Regions from separate parts of the Sus scrofa genome. Here all the other regions are linked to region 1. Evidence: chromatin contacts called from public Hi-C and promoter capture Hi-C data. All regions are on one chromosome and are shown on one strand. Each heading gives the region's core, a stretch centred on a gene start, on an enhancer-like site or on the middle of the called end of the contact. The rest is flanking DNA. Distances are from core to core; before and after follow the strand shown. Region 1 holds the start of WAS (wiskott-Aldrich syndrome protein). Region 2 holds the start of TFE3 (transcription factor E3). Region 3 holds the start of PLP2 (proteolipid protein 2).

Region 1 (3,215 bases), core at 573-3,072:
ATACTTATTGGAGGTTTGTTATTTAAAAAAAAAATTTTTTTTTGGTCTTTTTAGAGCCATACCTGCAGCATATGGAGGTTCCCAGGCTAGGGGTCAAATCAGTGCTACAGCTGCCGGCCTGCGCCACAGCCACAGCAATGCCAGATCCAAGCCGTGTCTGAAACCTACATCACAGCTCACGGCAATGCCAGATCCTTAACCCACTGAGCGAGGCCAGGGATTGAACCTGCGTCCTCATGGATACCAGTCAGATTTGTTCCTGCTGAGCCACGACAGGCTCTCCTATTTATTGGAGTTTTTTTTTTAAATCCTTTTATTTTATTCAAATAGACTCATCCTTTAATTCATAAGCTAAAGACCTTCCATTTCTGTCTTCTTTAATTGTATCACTTTGGGGTGTTTTTCTGTAAAAAGAAACTATATAGCGTATTGCATGTTGGTTCATACCATACTATAAGCATTAGGGCAAGATCTCAAAAACAATGCACCCCTCACCAACTGTGGACCCTGAGTGTAGATACAAAATTGAAGTATATGTTACAAATCCGGTCACCATCAGAAACATTTAGTGATGACCAAGTGCTCACACTTTAACTGACCTTTCGATTTTTTTCTACCCAGCACCTCAAGTGCCCATATGCACACTTGTAATAGAATCAGAGCTGATACAAAGGCCTGCTTGTGTTTTCAGCAGTGGAGGCAGTGCTGGGCATACACTTGGAGTTTCTGAGTGAATTAAGAGAAATTTGTCCCGTCTGGTGAAAGCGGGAGACTCAGGGCACAGGCTTCCTAAAATTGGGGGCACTGTGTTAAATGATCAACAGTCCCCTCCCTTTCAGCATGTGACTGACCCAGGCCAGTGAACTGGGGCCCCACCTATACCATCTATATCCCTGTGAATCATGTATGTATTTATATTTATATAATGCATATAATCTAGACTTATAGTTTAGTTTACATATATAATGTAAACATTGCAGACTTTAAAGTAGGTATCACTGTGATGTACATTAAATAACACCTAGCAATCATAGCAATCCTGTCGTGGTCTGACCAGGCCTAACCATCGCTTTGCACAACATTGAATACTGGGTAAAGTTTGTATTCTCTTAAATACATTTTGTCAAAGGCCTCGCTGTCAGGGCTTTGAACTCCTGTAATTTTGTACCAGTCTTTTCAGGAGTAAAATTAATAATTTTAGTACATCATATCTGAAGACCACAAGATGTTCACCGCAATTTTCAGTCCTGGCCCAACTGTGCTCATCCTATTGTGGCAAGATGTACTTTTATTTAAAGTAACTTCTGAGAGTTTTCCTAAAACTCAAAGAACGCCTTTTGTTTTGACTAGAGAATAATGAATGCAAGAACCCCTGGGCAGTGGCAAGAAAACCCTAGTGGGATAGTTACAGAGTTTACGATTGTATGGCTCAGTGCACTAGGCACCACGCCCTGGTGTGTGATCTTACTAACCCCCAGGAGTAAACATTAATTTTTACCCCTTCTACACGTAAACAATCTGAACCTCCGAGGCGGTATTCGAACCCATCACACGAAAGCCCCAAAGTGCAGCTTAAGAGGCCAGGCACAAGGGTCTGGCACCCACTGCGCATGCTCCGAACCCGTGACCAATGGAAGCCCGGAGCGCGGAAGCGGAGGCGGGGCTGTGTTATTCTCCGAACCCTTGCAGCTTCAAAGAAGAGCTGGGAGGAGAATTTGACTATCGACCAATCAGAGCCCTGGATCCTGCTCTCCCCACCCCTGAGCCAATTACCGGCTCCGCTGCTTAGCGAGCTACTTCGAAATTAAGGAATAGAGGGGACGGTGAGAGTGGTTTAAGATGGCGGGTGTAAGAGCTGCTGAGGGCGCGACCAGCGTGAGCACACCCCCCTGAAGCGGCTGGGAGTCGGGAGGACGGTACAGGAATCTTGGGACAAGCAGGATGGCGACAGTCCTTTCTCCATTAGGGAATGAGGCAGCCGTTTTTTTCCTCCACCACAAACAAAATTGTTTCTTACAAGATGGCCACCCTCTCCGCAGTGGTACGATCCTGGGCAGACTGTTCCATTTTGCGTCCCCCCCCAACCCCCACCCCCGGCCCTCAGTAGTCCGTTCCAGGCTGCAGGAATGGATTACTCCTGGGCTCCCTGTCAAGGGTGTGGGCGGTCCCTGGTACTCAGAGACCGGAAAGTGGAAACTCCTAGAGTCATACAAATTCGGGTGTGGACCCTTCTGGTGTCACACAGGCTGGGAAATAGACACTTGGGGGTCACAGATCGTGGTAGAGAGGTAGGGAGTACCCATTTAGGGAGCGTTGGTGGTGACTTTGAGGTTGTGGGCAGTGTAGGGACTACGAGGGCACCTTTGGCTTCCGCCTGGTCCAAGGTTAGCAGCACCAGCCTAGAAGGGAAGGAGAAGGCTGGCTGGCACGGTGTTTTCCCCTGCAGGTGGAAGGAGGAGGGCATAAAACGTGGTGGGTGGGACTTCGAGTTTGGCAGGGAGGTCTCTAGGAGTATGTCCTGGCTTTGGAGGAGTCTTGGATGGTCCCAGAGAATGGATCTCTGAGTTGGGCTTTGCAGCAAGGAAACATAGAGAAAGGGCAGTGGGAAGGTCTCTGACCATCCGCCAATGATGGTTGGACCTGAACGTCTAATGGAGGACAGTGAGGAGAGGATTGGGACAGGGGTGACAATGCTAGGCTGAGGGAGGGATAGTTCATTTATCTCCAAGTTACTGGGCTACTTCATGAAAACACACACCGATGACTAATTATAACGTGTTATGTCCTCATCATTCGACTTGAATGAGTTTATTCAGTCTTCACAACAGTCTTAACTGCTATTATTATCTCCACTTTATGGATGAGAGAACTGAGGCACCTAGAGGTTAACAACTGGTAAGTGCCAGAGCCAGAGCCAAAGCTGGAGGCTTCATAATGGGTTCTATCTACTGAGCAATTCCCCCCCCCCTTTTTTTCTTGCTCTTTAGGGCCACATTCGAGGCATATGGAAGTTCCCAAGCTAGGAGTCCAATTGGAGCTGTAGCTGCTGGCCTTTGCCACAGCCACAGCAATGTGCAATCTGAGCATCAGTTGCAACCTACACCACAGCTCAAGGCAACACTGGATCCTTAACCCACTGAGTGAGGCCAGGGATCCAACCTGCATCCTCATGGATACTACTTGGGTTCATGCCCGCTTCGCCACAATGGGAACCC
Region 2 (3,108 bases), core at 583-3,082, 340 kb after region 1:
CAGTAGGAGATGATGGTAAATTGTTATGATGGAAAGGCTCCTGGCTCAACCCTCCATGCCAGCTGCAAGACCCTAAAGTGTGAGGGCCACTAACATGGGGGCACATGGACATGCATCCCTGAATTTTGTCAGAAGATCTTGAATCCTCAGACTGTGGTTGACTTCACTTGACAAGAATTCTTGCCCCTCCCCAAGGATCTGTCTTCCTTTCTTTCTTCACCCACAGATGGGGCCCTAAAACCACCCAGGAAGTCGGGAAGAGGAAGCTCGGGGAGCTGCTGAGCTAGGCACAATCCCAGCCAGAAAGTAGGCAAAGCCCCCCTCCCATGCTCTCATCCTGGAAGCGGTGGGCACTAGACTGAGAGGGCTGGGGCTTACAGGCCTGTTGATAGAAGTGAGGCTGAGAGGTCAGAGAAGAACTACCCAGCCAGGGATGGTGCAATTGGTGCTCATTCCAGCTCTGGGGTCAGATTCAAGATTGTCTCCAGGGCCTGAGAGACAGACAAGGAGGGCGAGATAAAAAAAAAAAAAAGTACCTGTGTCTGAGTGTGTGTGTGTGTGTGTGTAGGGGGTGAAAAGGGCTGGCTGAGAGGCTAGGGCAGGTGGCCTCAGGAACAAGATCCTCCTCTGGGTTCCCCAATAAGGTCTGATGAGGCCTTCAATGAGTTAAGTGTTAGCACCACCTCCATTGCCTGTCTGTCTGACTGACTCCCATTCAAGCCCCTGTTGAGGGTGTGAGAAGAGGACTTTCCCACTATCCCTTGGATCTGACCCAGCTGGACGGGTGGGCAAGTGGAGGGATTATTCTGATCAAGTCTTGATGAATGTTGCTTTTCTTGTGCACTCGCACACACTCCCAAGGCTGGTCCCACGCAGCATATCTGAGATAGCCCCAAATCCCTTCAGAGTCAAGTTTCCCCAAACACAGCCTCCAGCAACCAGCCACTGGGAGTCACCAAGCTCCTGAGACAGCACCTCTGACTCCTAGGACCCTCTCTCTGAGGGGAAAAGAAGCCTTAAAATCAGTACCTCACTTACAGAGTGGCCCCTTAAATTCATTCTCCTCATACCTGACTCAAGAATCCCAAATTCAACCTCTAATCAGAGTCTCAGTCCCTGAAGTTCAGCGACGTTAGACCAGTTTGTGGACACAACAGAATCAGTCCCTCTAGACCCAGTCAAGGGCCCCCCAAATCTGAACAAGGCCTCTCTTAATGTACTTCCACGACTCCTTTAAGCCTCAGTCCAAGCAGGCCACCGCCAGATTCCTTAGGTGCCCCCCCCAAGTCGGGCGCCCCGACGTCCTCCAAGCCTAGGCCAAGGGCCTCCGATCACAGTCCTGGGCCCCCGCTGCCCCCAGATCAGGCCCCCGGGAACCCCAGTCAGCACTACCGGTCCCAGGCGGCCCCGCACCTGAGCAGCTGGGCCGAGTCGGCCGGCCTGCGCTCCTCCAACAGCACGAACACGGCTCGAGGGCCCTCCGCGCTGGCCTCTACGCCGTCCCGAGCTGGCTCGGCCGCATGAGACATGACGCCCGGCCCCGGGCGAGCCCTGCCAGGCCGGTCGGGCCTCGGCCCGGTCCCCCCAACAAAATAAGAGTCCCCCTCCCCCGCTCGCCACCGCCTCCTCCGCTAAGCCATGGAGCGAGCTCTGCGCCGGCGGGCGGCGTCGGGGAGATGGGATGGGCCGTGAGTCATCCCCCGCCCTAAACGGACCGACACCCCCCCCAACCTAACCCCGGACGACCGCCTTCCTCCCCCTCGTCCTCTTCCCCCTCCTCCCTGGGCTGGGGAAACTCCACAGGAAGTGACCGCATGATGGATAGACAGCTCGCCGGGCCACGCCCTCTGGGTGAGACGACCAATCGTCGAGGGATGTTTCAAGGGCCCGCCCTAAGCTACGCCTCCGAAGCCAAAAGAAGACTAGATTCGGCAGGCCCTTTTTCCGAGAAGGGGGCACCTAGGCCACGCCCTCAGAGAGAGGCAAATCAATGAGAGGTAATTTGATTGAGTCACGCCTCTTCTTCTCAAATTATCCCTCCGCAAGATAGTAAGCCGCTCCTTAGGGCCTCTGCGCCTGCGTACTGAAGCCCGGTCGGCGCGCGGAGGCTCTCCAGGCTACGCTTCTAGCTGCGGAATCGCGCCCTCTCTCGGCCAGCATTCGTAATATCCACTCTCCAGACCGCGCTCCAACCTTGATCTAGCGGTGCCTGCTAAGCCAAAGCCTAAGCCTTGAGGCCTAGGCAGCTACGTTCCCTTGAATTGCGCACCAGAAACCCTGCCCTCTCGGTACCTACAGTCCAGCGATCCAGCTGGTCTTCCAGGAAGCGCTCCGTCTGCTCTTTGTTGTTCAGAGCGGTTGTTGTACTAGGTCGTTGTGCTACACTGTAGGTGCTTAGTAAAATCCTTGACGGATGGCTGAATGAGTGGAAAGATGGACATTAGATCCGCTCCCTTCGGTGGATGACTTCTGTTGTTATACAGAACTGGGTTTGGATATGGACAAGGGACTTACCCTCTCGGAGCCTCAGCTTTCTTGGCCGTCAAATGGGGGTCTTAATACCTGTCTGGCGACATTTTTATAGGGAGTAGAAGTAATTTATGAATAGTGCTAGCAGATTTTTTGGTATACAATAACCTCTCCAAAAATTCATTGATTCAGGAGTTCCCATCGTGGCGCAGCGGAAACGAATCCAACTAGGAACCACGAGGTTTCGGGTTTGATCCCTGGCCTCGCTCAGTGGGTTAAGGATCCGGTGTTGCGGTGAGCGTGGTGTGGGTCGCTGACGCCCCCCGGATCTGGCGTTGCTGTGGTTGTGGCGGAGGCCGGCAGCTGTAGCTCCAATTAGACCCCTAGCCTGGGAACCTCCATATGCCTCGGGTGCGGCCCTAAAAAGACAAAAATAAAAAAATTGATTCACTCATTTGTGCACTGGTACAGCAAACATTGATTGAGCTCCTCTGTGTGCTAAATGTATGCAAGTTGGCTTGCACACAGCGGAGGGTCCCACTCACACCTTCAGGTGCACAGTCAACTCACAAAACACCAGGACCAACAACCTTCCCTAAATTCTTCCCAGCATCCCAAGACCATGCCCATCAGTTGCAC
Region 3 (2,988 bases), core at 1-2,500, 440 kb after region 1:
TGTGCTTCATGCCTTCCACTATCCAATCACTCTTCAGGCAACCTGGGCTGAAAGAGGGGAGCCCCTTCTGTGGTTGTGTGGGACTCCGGGTTGGGGACGGAAAGCAGACCGGCCTTGGTTGAACCATCCTGGCCTTCCAATGAGATGAGAATGAAAGCAACACCCACTCTGGAGGGTGTGCCCCTCAGCACATCTTGGGGGAGATCCTGATGCCCGTGACCAGGTGCATGTCGCAGATGCAGAAATTGAGGCTGAGTCAGGAGAAATTACTCGCTCAGGATAACACGCTCTTCAAATGTCATCAGCCTGTTCACCGAGCCTGGCACCCAAGAGCCTTGCCCTCATCTTGCCAAGCTCCCAGCAATAAATAAGCCTGTCCTCCTTCCCCATTCTTCATCTGGGACTGGGCTGACAGACCCTTTACTTAGAAGCAGGAAACAGAAGCTCAGCACTTAGGGCCAAGACCTCCCCAGAATTGCAGAACAGAGAATCATATCTTGGGCTCTGACACTATTAAAAAAGTCCACCCTCATCTACTCAGCAGCGTGATGCTCCACAGGCTCTGTTCTCTCTCTGTCTCGGGTCTGTGCACTGGCGAGGTCCCATTCCCATTGCTACTAAGAGGTTTATTCCACCGTCTATGACCTTTTGTCCACAATTCCAAAATCCAAAAAAACTCCAGAGACCCACAGTTTTCCCACAAAGTTGGGCACCATTTGGTTCATTTGGTTACAAAACTTGACTTAACCAGGAGTGATTTTTGGTCCTGGCTTATCCCACTTGCTGTGAACGGCCACACCATTCCATGAGGAAATAACGTGTTTGTTTGTTAGTTTTTAACCGGGCAGTCTCAGACACCGCTGAGAAAAGTCATATATCTTATATGCACTGGGAAAACTCTCTAAACCCCGAAATATGCTGAATTCTGAAAACGGACCTGAATTTAACCCTGGCTTTGGCCCTTTTTCCAGCTAAGGAAACTGAGGCACTCCCTCCCCAAAGCCAAAACATTTCTGAGTTGAGGCAGCCCCAGGCACATTTGTATTCTAAAAACGGGAAGGGTCGTCTCCTTTCAACACACGTTACGAGGAACTGCCGAGCCTCAGAAGCTGGTAGTTCCCCCCCCCCGCCGCCCGAGATGGGGCGCCCCGGGGCGGGGTGGGGGGCGCTGTGCGCTGTGCGCTGGGCAAGGAGAATCCTTGGCGGGCGGGGCGAGGGGCTTCCGGGGCGGCAGCCACCTGGCCCAGCCCGCTCCGGCCCCGCCCGCTTCTGCTCCGCGCGGTGATTCACTCCCTCCTTCGCCCCGGGGCCCCCTTCCCGGCCAGACGGCGGGGAAGACGGTTGGGTGTGCAGCGTCCTCGAACCCGCAAGCAAGCGAGCAGCTCCTCGGCGCCCTTCGGGACTCAGGTCCACGCCATGGCGGATTCCGAGCGCCTCTCGGCCCCGGGCTGCTGGGCCGCCTGCACCAACTTCTCGCGCACCCGAAAGGGATTTGTCCTGTTGGCTGAGATTGTAAGTGTCCTGGGACTGGCTGGTGGGCAAAGGCGGGTGGAGTGGCTGGATCACGCGGACTGGGGCAGCCCCGGGGGAGGCAGGCTCGCGGCCGCGGGTGATCGGCAGTGGGGCGCGGGGTGGGTGGGTCGGTGACGGAGGCCCGAAACCAGGGGCACATGCAGGGCGAGTCAGTGAGGTTTGGAGAAGGTGGTCGGCAGCTGCTGGCCCATGGAGTCAGGCACGAGGCCCACAGGGCATACGGGCGACCCCGCGGAAGGAGACCCCGTAGATTCATTAGTGGACTCATAGAAGGGGTTCCCGGGGCTGGGTGGTGGGGGATCCTCCCGTGGCAGGGCGTGGCGCGGCCTGGGCAGTGGCGGGCGGGCTGGCAGAGCGCCCAGGGGCGGGACCTGTTGGGGTGGGGCCCCCGCGCGCGCTTGTCCCGCGGGGCAGGGCCACCCGTCCTACCCCAGTTCTTCCTCGCTCCTCTGTGACGGGGCGGGAGGTCCTTAGCTATTGGGGCCGCTCGGGAGCCTCGGTTTCCCACCCCCGGCAAAGGGGGTGCCTCCTTTGAGTCGCTCGTAAAAGAGGTGCGGCGCCTTTAACAGAGCCCTGCCCCTCCGGTGTCACTCGCACCGATTCCCAAAGGGGTTGCCCGGGGAACCGCACGTCCCGCCCCGTCAAAGCCCTGAAGCTGGCGCCAGCAGCGCTCACAAAAACCACCTGAAGGCACCACTCCCCTTGGGCTATCCTAGAAGGGAAAAGAGGGGAAACTGAGGCACCCAACCCTACCCCTCCCTAGCTAGGTGACCCTGGATAAGTTACCTCGTGTCTCTCTGTTCCTCTCTTTTCTCATCTATGACATAAAGGTATTAATAATAGTACCTGGCTCATTAGGTTGTTGCGATGATTGAGGGAATTAATACCTGTACAGCTCTTAGAACAATATCCCAAACACAGTATGCACACATTAAGTGTTTAGCTATTGGTCATCTTCCCAGTCCTGGTGGGCATCTGAGTTTGAGACCCTCCCCACCCCCAATTTAAACCCACGCCCTCAGCCCTTGGAGTCGATCGATCGAAGCCCCCTTTCGCCTATCTTTCCAGGTAGTGTGCCTGGTGATTCTGATCTGCTTCAGTGCCGCGACGTCAGGATTCTCTTTCCTGTCGGTGATAGAGATGATCTTTGCTGCTGTCTTCTTTGTCATCTACATGTGTGACCTGCACACCAAGATACAAATCATCAACTGGCCTTGGAGTGTGAGAAAGGGGCCACAATGACCAGGCTAGGGAGGGGCTTGGGGAGGGGGGGGATTTTGAATGCTGACTTTCCTCTTCTCCCTGCCCTTCACAGGATTTCTTCCGAACCCTCATAGCAGCCATCCTCTACCTGATCACCTCCATCCTTGTGCTCGTGGAGGGAGGACACAGCTCCAAAATTGCCGCAGGGGTAAAGGCTGTGGCTCTGAAGCACTGGGAGAGGGGTTTGAGGCT

The links. Promoter capture Hi-C pulls out the DNA fragments that hold promoters and counts their contacts. Hi-C and Micro-C count contacts between places; a contact is called where the count stands out from the background.
Region 2: a Hi-C map of skeletal muscle shows a contact between it and region 1, with 10 times the contacts expected there. The contact joins the promoter of TFE3 here to the promoter of WAS in region 1. A contact is called at or near these places in 2 of 5 promoter capture datasets (fetal liver and liver), 2 of 47 Hi-C or Micro-C datasets (heart right ventricle and skeletal muscle) and 1 of 2 datasets of contacts at active chromatin or transcription factors (alveolar macrophages).
Region 3: a contact with region 1 is called in a promoter capture Hi-C map of fetal liver, with 2.3 times the contacts expected there. The contact joins the promoter of PLP2 here to the promoter of WAS in region 1. A contact is called at or near these places in 1 of 5 promoter capture datasets (fetal liver) and 1 of 2 datasets of contacts at active chromatin or transcription factors (alveolar macrophages).

The regions. Positions count from the first base shown.
Region 1 is chrX:42,772,775-42,775,989 of Sscrofa11.1, forward strand. It overlaps WAS (wiskott-Aldrich syndrome protein), which reads left to right and starts at 1,823. Exons shown (of 13, transcript XM_021080063.1): 1 at 1,823-2,041.
Region 2 is chrX:43,114,545-43,117,652 of Sscrofa11.1, forward strand. TFE3 (transcription factor E3) reads right to left here and starts at 1,833. Exons shown (of 10, transcript XM_003135074.6): 1 at 1,414-1,833. The coding sequence starts at 1,529.
Region 3 is chrX:43,214,122-43,217,109 of Sscrofa11.1, forward strand. PLP2 (proteolipid protein 2) reads left to right here and starts at 1,251. Exons shown (of 5, transcript NM_001244435.1): 1 at 1,251-1,512; 2 at 2,602-2,754; 3 at 2,849-2,944. The coding sequence starts at 1,417.